Linked DNA regions of Sus scrofa: region 2 is linked to region 1. Evidence: chromatin contacts called from public HiChIP or PLAC-seq data. All regions are on one chromosome and are shown on one strand. The core of a region is the stretch at or near the end of the contact, and the rest is flanking DNA. Distances in the headings are between cores, read along the strand shown. Region 1 overlaps BASP1 (brain acid soluble protein 1). Region 2 overlaps LOC106506454 (a long non-coding RNA gene).

Evidence for each region. HiChIP or PLAC-seq counts read pairs in DNA pulled down with a chosen protein or histone mark.
Region 2: a contact with region 1 is called in an H3K27ac HiChIP or PLAC-seq map of alveolar macrophages. The contact joins two enhancer-like sites. A contact is called at or near these places in 1 of 47 Hi-C or Micro-C datasets (epiblast stem cells) and 1 of 2 datasets of contacts at active chromatin or transcription factors (alveolar macrophages).

Annotation. Positions count from the first base shown.
Region 1 is chr16:6,416,373-6,420,977 of Sscrofa11.1, forward strand. All of the region lies in intron 1 of BASP1 (brain acid soluble protein 1), which reads left to right. Among named protein-coding and RNA genes, the nearest start is that of BASP1, 34 kb to the left of the region's middle. Within about 2 kb of position 2,614, at least 16 of the 83 cell types and tissues checked have an H3K27ac peak or open chromatin away from gene starts, as enhancers often do. A contact at or near this core is called in alveolar macrophages, where this site is marked.
Region 2 is chr16:6,514,832-6,519,436 of Sscrofa11.1, forward strand. All of the region lies in intron 1 of LOC106506454 (a long non-coding RNA gene), which reads left to right. Among named protein-coding and RNA genes, the nearest start is that of BASP1, 130 kb to the left of the region's middle. Within about 2 kb of position 2,575, at least 5 of the 83 cell types and tissues checked have an H3K27ac peak or open chromatin away from gene starts, as enhancers often do. A contact at or near this core is called in alveolar macrophages, where this site is marked.

The DNA of each region.
Region 1 (4,605 bases), core at 1,364-3,863:
GTGTGAAATTAGATTCACTATTCTGTTCTGTTTTCTCCTGGGTAGTCTCGATGGACTTCTGTTATCAAGGTCCTTCCTAATCTCTCAAACTGATCCCTCTCTTTCAATCATAAATCATGGAGAGCCTTGATTTCCAAACGGAGACATTGCTGGGTTGCCTTGACCATCCGCGTGTACCCCAGCATCTGTGGGGTTAGACTGGAATCTGTGCAACAAAGTTTGGATACTTGAATTATTTAGCAAAATTGCATGCATTTTACTCAGCAGTGATAAAACCACTAGCACTTTCAGGGAGCTTTATGGAGCAGGGAAACCTTTGAACATCCCTTACTTTATCTCCTGTTTTTTGGCTATATTATGCAGATGTTCATCGCTATCTGAGAACAGCATTCTAGGTGGAATTTGCATGTTGATAATTTTCTGGTAGGTTCCACTTGCAGCTCTATTTGTATTGTAGTTGAAACTTGTTGTCGATGTGAACTAGATGAAATTTTTAAGGGAACTATCTTTTTCTCGTGAAAGAATAAACTAGAAAGTCTCTAATATCTTGTGTGCAGGTAAGTACTGATTATGACAAAGGAGCACAAATCATTTGTAAAAGAATTGTTAAGTAGATTCTTGATTATTTTTAGTAGTTCGGTCTCATTTATTTGTAATTGAAAAAGCCTATTTTTGCTGAAGTAGTTGTAATTCGTCCTTTGTGTTTATTTAAAAGTGCCCTCCCAGGCCAGGCAGGCTGCATGCAACCTAGTAATACATATAGGTCACTCCTTCATGAACCTCGCTCTCACTGCTGTTGAGTACTGTTTATTATCTCTTTGGTCTTCGGCTCTCATCATGACTTGTGGGAAATTAAATATTCCTCCTCTTACAGAAGGTCTTTGAAATTAGAGTGTCTGGGGGAGCTCAGAAGACCTGGCAGGGTTTGGGGAATCCTCTGAATGTTATAATCACCCGTGACTATCAAGTTTCACTATTTCAAATAAAAAAGGTGGTTTGGATTTTAGCATAGTCAGCTTTCAAAGATAGTTAGAAATGGCATAAATCTGTCTGAATAAGTAAAGCAAGGTGACAGAAATTGATAGAAATGTTCCAATTTGCAGAGCTCAGCGGTTGATGAACCCGACTAGCATCCACAAGGATGCAGGTTCGATCTCTGGCCTCGCTCAGTGGGTTTAAGGATCCAGCGTTGCCAGGAGCTGTGGTGTAGGTCACAGACTCGGCTCGGATCTGGCATGGCTGTGGTGTAGGTTGGCAGCTGTAGCCGATTCAACCCCTAGCCTGGGAATCTCCATATGATGCAGATGCAGCCCTAAAAAGCCAAAAAAAAAAAAGTTTGATTTGCAGTGAATCTTCAGTATGTAATGAAGAATTCAATACATTTTGAATAACTGTATTCATTTCTCAGATAAGAATTCAGTAAGAATTGTAAAAAGCCTGTGTTTGCGTCATTACAAAGGGTGAATCATGTGATCTGAATCATGTGATCTAGAATAAGAAAGCTTTACTGCCTTGGTCATGAGCCTGAAGACATTTTAGGTTTAAATTAGTAAGAAGTTTGATATTCAAACAGAGGAAATAAGTCTTAAAGCACCATTTATCTTGAATGCTCTTGTTTCAGTAGATGGTAGCTTGGACAGCCTATTTCAAGTGACACCAAAGGAAATAAAAATGTTCTGACGTTGATCTCTGTCTTAATAGATGCTCCCTCTCTTATGGATGGTCCTAGGTTATTTTCATTCACCTGTTCTTTTTAGCCTTCCGGCTAACTGAAGGTGTAGCTTAAATTTTTTTCTTCATGTTACATGATCATTTATTCTAACAGGCAACATTTATTTATGTACGTATTTAGGATCATTTTTGCAAACCAGTAATTAGTTTGAGACATTAATACTTACTGCAATAGTATTTTAGACACATGGAATTTTAGGGATGAAATAGCTCAATGCCTTTGTCATAGAGAAAAACCTTGTAGGTCCAGAGCTGTGTGGGGTGGGCGGACATTCACTTGAGCTAGAAGATGCCATCCTCACAAAAATTCTTCTTCCCTTTGGTTCAACTTCATCTATTTTTGGTCTCATGGTAATGACATAGTACAATAATTTACCCACTTAATACTATAATACGTTCACTAGGCTTTTCGCATTAACAGACTCATGAGTCATAGCATAGTACTACCTTCCAAGCTTTTATTCAATCCTCTCCTTCTATCTAAGAGTCATATGGAGTCTGTGGTACCTGTGACAGTCTAAGACTGTTGTGTGTTTTGAAATCTCTTGCCCCACGCGGATGCCTGGTGTCAGTCAGGAAATGTTGTAATCTGTTACCCATCACCCAGCTGGTGTGACAGGGTAGGAAGTTGTGGGAGTGCAAGGTTGGTGATGGGATCGAGTTAAGTAGAACCCTCGGGATCTTTACCAAGACTTTGTTTTTCTTGCTTATTTAAGTTGGATAAACTTTGTCATGTTCTATACATCTTTTCTATCACCTCTACCTTCTGTTTTCAGTGGATGCTGTGTTTGCCTTTGACTTTCTTATTAAGACTGTATCTATCACAACTCTAGGATTGCTTAAGACTCAATGCTGTCATCGGCATGTTCCATTTAGCAATGTCCTACAGATCAGAGTACATTGACAGTGAACTCCAGACACCCACACATAGGAGCCGGAGGTTGAGTGCATGGGATATAGGGCCTTTGATCAACCAGCCGGAAGGAATCTGTGTCTGACTAGTAGACCAAGGGGACCAAGTCACCTCTTGAGGTGTCTCTCCTTGACATCTGAGGTGTCCCTTTCCCTCGTTTGTTTGGTATCAGTATGCTTTCCCACCTTTGCCTTTCGGCACCCCATTTTTAGCAGCTCCCACCTTGGGCCACATCTCAGACAGTGCTCAGAAAATTTGAAGGAGGCCCCTCGTTAGCAAAGATTTGGGCCCCCACCTATGCAATTTCTTCTCTAATTTTTGCCAAATAAGTTGACTTTCTCTTGTAGTATATTTGTTAAAATAGGTAAGCCGAACCATCAGAATTCATCCCACAAGCTAGCATTTGCTGTTACCTTTGACCTGTTTAAGAGGCATAATCTTCTCTAACCTAGACTTGAAAGAGCTATGGGCTCTCAGAGTCCACCTGGGTTCCCATTGGCAGCCCTTGCAGGTAGCACAGTGTCTGGACATTAGTGGCATTTCTGAAATAAATGTGTAAGAGGGTTTGAATGCTCAGGAAAATCTAATTATATACGTATGTTATAGCATATTTGTGTAAAGATGGAAACTTAGAGATCTGAGGGATGTAGTTCTAGTCGTTAACATTACAAATTCAAATAACCAAGCCCTGGAGAGTTAAAAGCGGCTTGTTGAACACAAGCAGCTGGTAGTGGCCTTGGTGAAGCTCAAGCCCAAGTGTAACAGATGCTTATAAAGATTCAGGTTTATAAAACCTATGCAAGGAGTGGTGTTAGTTCCTTTTCGAAGGCAGTTATTCAGGTGAATTATTGTGTGGCTTGAACAAGCCGAGCGGTACTCCATTGAGCCATTAAACGGGTGCCCTGTTTTAAGTTCCACATGTCGGGATGGTATTTAGCACTTGGTCAGCCAGCTGAGTACTAGCCTGATGTTGGTGTGATTCAATGCAGTGCCACATTCCCGAGTAGCTGCCTAAGTCCAGGAAAAATGCTCATGGATTCAGGCAATGGGGTTTCTTAACTTGCTTTTCTAAGGCTATGGGAAAAACTAGGAAGTGGCTGGTGGCTGGCTTCTTGTCCGAATTTTTAATTTAATTTTATTTATTTATTTATTTATTTGTATATTTTGCCAAGTTTGAGGAAGGATATCTGGTAATTCTTTCCTTTACTTTGTGTTTGTGAATTTGAGTTTGGCACTTGCCATCTGCCTCTACATGGATTAAATCACGAGCCATTGCACCTGCTGACCCACAGCAGCCCCCAAGCAGTGGAGCTCAGGGTGGAGACCAGGAGTGAGGCACTCTGTGCTCTGGGAAAACTGGAAGAGTGGGGCTTCAGATAACTAGATATTTTTAGGAAAAGATTTTATGAGCCCAAGCTTGCATCTCGTATCTAGAAAAACACTAAAAACCTTCGCGGTGGTGTCTCTCTGCTCCTCATGACTGAGTAGTAGTCACCGTCACAAGACCAGCAGCAAACTTCTGTAAAATGGGTGCATGGCTGCCTGCCCCTCCCCCTTCACCTTTACAACTTAATATCTTGATATTTCCCTTTTCCCCTTGGGGTAGTATTTCAGAGGTATCTATCTGAAACACTGCCTCCTGGGCTGTAGTTGAGTGGAAAAAACAAAAGGTCATCTGTGAGAACAGCCACCCCCAAGGGTGGGCCAGTGAGCCCCGAGGAAACTCAGGAAAGAAACAAACAACACAGGGCCCACAACTGAGGTGCATATCAAAGCAGTGATTCCAGTAAGCCCAGACCTTTACATCTTCCCATAGGAGCTGGTTTTCTGTAAATCTGATTATCTGTAAACCTTTTGTTCCTACTACCTTCCCTTTGTTGCAAAAACGCACATCCTAGCTCCCCCTCACTTTCCTCGGAGGAGTTTCTCAGGGCTACCTGAGATGCTGTCTCCCAGGCTTA
Region 2 (4,605 bases), core at 1,325-3,824, 98 kb after region 1:
GGGCAGGATATTCCTAATCTGCTCTAAAAGAGCTTATGTTCTAGTGGGGAAGCTGAGAATGAAGAAATAGGTGGATATTTGCTATTAAGTGGTGATAAATGCTATAAAAAAATAAGTAGGATAAAATGATGAGAAGGACAGAGGTGGGGGTGGGGAGAGGCTGTTTTCTACATAGCAGCCAGGGCAGGATTCTCTGAGAAGAGGACCTGTAGGAGAGGAGGGAGGGGGAGCCAGGTGCATTTCTAGGGAGAGAGGTTTCCAGGCAGACAAAGCATCCAGTGCAGAGTTGAACATGGCGTATTAGAGGAAAACCAAGGAGCACAGTAGTGCCGGACAGAAGAGAACACAGGAAGGTGATAATAAATAAGATTGGGTGAGAGCTTCCATGCCTGCTTGCTTGCATCTCTCACAAGCATCCTATCTTAATAAGTCTGTTTCTTGCTTAAAAAAAATAAATAAAATAAATAAGTTTGGGAGTTCCCGTCGTGGCGCAGTGGTTAACGAATCTGACTAGGAACCATGAGGTTGCGGGTTCGGTCCCTGCCCTTGCTCAGTGGGTTAACGATCTGGCGTTGCCGTGAGCTGTGGTGTAGGTTGCAGACACGGCTCGGATCCTGAGTTGCTGTGGCTCTGGCGTAGGCCGGTGGCTACAGCTCCGATTCAACCCCTAGCCTGGGAACCTCCATATGCCGCGGGAGCGGCCCAAGAAATAGCAACAACAACAACAACGAAAGACAAAAAAAGACAAAAAAAAAAAAAAAAATAAGATTGGAGAGAGAAGGGGGGCAGGGAACAATGCATTTGACTTAGATGTATACTTTTTCTTTTTGAATAGCTAGCATTTTATTTTATTTTTATTTTTTAAAGTTTTATTATAGTTGATTTATGATGTTATGATATTGCGATAATTTCTGCTCTACAAAAAAGTGATTCGGTTATACATATACACATATCCATTCTTTTTCAGATTCTTTTCACATATAAATTACTCCAGAATATCAGGTAGAGTTCCCTAGGCTATACGGCAGGTCTCCACTGACCATCCATTCCACACCATGTGTATACCAATCCCAAACTCCCAATCCATACCCCTCACCACCTTTCCCCTTTGGTAACCAAAAGTTTGTTTTCAAAGGCTGTGATATAAGCTTTTTGTATTCCTGATAGAATTGGCTTGCTTCTGGGAAGAGAACATTTAATCCCAGTCTCGAAACCCAATATCCACCTCCCCAAACACCATCTTTCTCCCTTTTGTATTTTTCTTTTCTTTCTTTCCTCTGATGGGAGTCTGGAGCTATATTTATTTTTCTGTTTATTAAATTGCAAGGACCATTTGCCAGAATGAGGTACAGTTCCATTATTCCTGTGCACAGGTTGCCTTGGCAACAAGGCAAAGCTTACCCATTTCAGCAAAACTTATCAATAAAGCGGTCTCATAAGAGATTAATATTCACATCACGTCTGTTATACTTTTCCTCTGTTCCTTAACCATGGCTATTCTCAGATTAATTAGGCAAATGAAAATTGACTGAATGGCTCCACAGAAGTAGGCACTAAGAAAGGGTGATAATAGAATAATCTCCAGCTGTCCCAGTGGACAACCCCAGGTTACCATATTGGTTTGGTTTCCTAATTCCACCACAGCAAATTCTTATCCTCTCTAGGCACAGGCATGCAGGTTCCATGCTGAACATCTGTCATTTATTTAGACTGGCCAGTATCCATTACCTAGAAACCTCAGGCAATAATAAGGCAGTATTTGGAAGGAGGAAGCATGTATCCAGTCTTGCCAACTGCTGTTTATGAATGAACAGGTATGTGAGTCCTTGAAAGGTCAAGGTCAAAATAAAGAAAAAGAAATACATCTCAAACCTTTCAGGTTAAAACTTAAGGCACCTCATACCACTGAAATAAATTATTTAATTTCTGGTAAAAAGCAGGCATATAGGAGTTCCCGTTGTGGTGCAGCAGAAATGAATCAGACTAGGAACCATGAGATTGTGGGTTGGATCCCTGGCCTCGCTCAGTGAGTTAAGGATCTGGCATTGTTGTGAGCTGTGGTGTAGGTTGCAGACGAGGCTTGGATCCTGCGGTGCTGTGGTTGTGGTGTAGGCTGGCAGCTGTAGCTCCGATTTGACCCCTAGCCTGGAAAACGCCATATGCCTCAGCGGCGGCCCTAAAAAGAAAAAAACAAAACCAAAAAATCAGACATATAAACTAAGACTTTTTTTGTTACAATGAGTTGTACTTCTTGTGTAAAATATTTATGAAAAATTTTAGGAAGAATTTTGTATGAATTCAGGGAAACAGTACAACAGTATGTGTATATATCTCTTTCCAAACACACATACCCCCCCCATATTTATTTATCTATGTAGCATCTATTTATCTATTAACTGATTGACTGGAATCAGCTCATGCAATTCCTGGGGCTGGCAAATCCAAAACTGAAAGGACAGACCAGTAGGCTGGAAATCTGGGTAGCTGATATTTCGCTGTTCAGGCTACACTCCACAGGGCAGCAGTCCAAAAGCAGGCAGAGCTTCTCTGTTAGAGTCTTGTGGAGAACTTCCTCTTCTATGGGAAAGCTTCGGCTGATTGCATGTGGCCCAATCACATTAGGGAGAGTAATCTACTTTATTCACAGTCTATTGATGTAAATGTTCATCACATCCTCAAATACTTCACAAGAACGTTTCCACTGGTGTTTGACCGAACACTTCAGCACTGTAGCCTAGCCAAGTTGACACATAAGATTAATCATCATAAAGCTCAAGATAGAGATTTGATATTGATAGTTCTAGTTTCCAAAGGGTAATTTCTTTCATTCTTTTCTTTTCTTTTTTTTAAATGCGAGGGAATGAAAAAAAGAAGTGAAACTAGGATATAAAAGAAACATGGCAGCTAGAATAAAAGCTAGCTGCTAATTATTCTAGCAACTTCCTTATCCTTTAATTTTTTTCTCATTTCCTTAATTATAGCACTTTTGTATGGTAAAACTGTTAAGGAGGCATAATCTATAAATTGATGAATCAGAATTTATTTCATAATTATTTTTATACAACACCATCAAGTTAAAAAAAAACCATATACTTTGACAACAGAGAAGTATTACATAGCCTGGCTAAAATTAAAACCTGTATAATGTGAGACTTTTTTCAGCTCAGACAGTTAAATGCCTTCCTTTAACGTGGTATGGTTTGCTTAAATCAAATGGTGATTGGTTTTGATAATAAAAGCATACAAAGGACTAAAGTCAATGTGTTAATTAGTGTTGGGTTTTGGCCTTATAAGATGTCTCTCCACAGCTTATGTGATTATAGCTTATGTGGTTTATGCACCTTTCTGTGATAATATTTCTATCATTTGCTGATCTTCTCTTGCCAAGCAGGAGCCCACGCCTTTCATGCTTTGGTTATGTTCTCCCCAATCTGATAAGTCTTTGCTGATACTGGAACTATAAAGGTATTATGGACCCACAAGGATGACCATGCTGTGAGAGCTAGTTTTATGTGTCAACTTGCCTAGGCTATAGCACTCAAATACATAACCCAACAGTAATCTAGGGATTGCTGTGAAAGCATTTTGTAGATGTGGTTAATATCTACAATCAATGACTTTGTTTGCTTATTTGATAAAAACACAATGTTTTAGCCAATTTATGATGTCACTTATATGTGGAATCTGAAAAAAAGATACAAATGAACTTTTTTGCAGAACAGAAACAGACTTGTAGACTGAAAATAAAACTCTGGTTACCAAAGGGCACAAGTAGGGGGTAGGAGAGAAGGGCTGGGGGTTTGACTGAGGTATATGGAATGACTAGCCAATAGGGACCTGTAGCACAGGGAACTCTACCAGATAGACTGTCATAATCTATATGGGAAAAGCATCTGAAAGAGAATGGATATATGTATATGTATAACTGAGTCCCATTGCTGTGCAGTGGAAATTATCACAACATTGTAAATCAACTGTATTTCAATAAGAATGTTAAACATTTTAAAAAGTTTAAAATTGAGGGAAAAAAATAAATTAAAATTTTATTTTAAATAAAAATAAAAGAAAAAATAAACTAAAATTTAAAAAAATTTAACGAAAAGAGGATTAAGAGGGATAAACTACTATGTATAAAATAAGTAAGTTATAAGAAATATATTGCATAGCATGGGGAATATAGCCTATATTTTATAATAACTATAAATGGAGTATAATCTTTAGATATTGTGAATCACTATATTGTATCCCTGAAACATATAATATTGTAAATCAACTATACCACAATTTTAAAAAATGTGCAAGAGTTCCCTGGTGGCCTAGTGGGTTAAGGATCTGGCATTGTCATTGCTGTGGCTTGGGTCATTGCTATGGCACAGGTTTGATCCCCGGCCTGGGAGATTCTATGTGCCATAGATGCAACTAAAAAAAAAAAAAAAAAAGGAAAAAAAAAAAGGGACTATTAATTGGCTTTAAATAAAGATATTTACCCTTGGTAATATCAATAGGTCTTGTCCAATTAGTTGAAGCCCTTAATAGCAAAAGCTGAGGTTTCTTGGATGAAGAAGAAATTATGCTTCAAAACTGCAGCATAGAAATCTTTTTTTT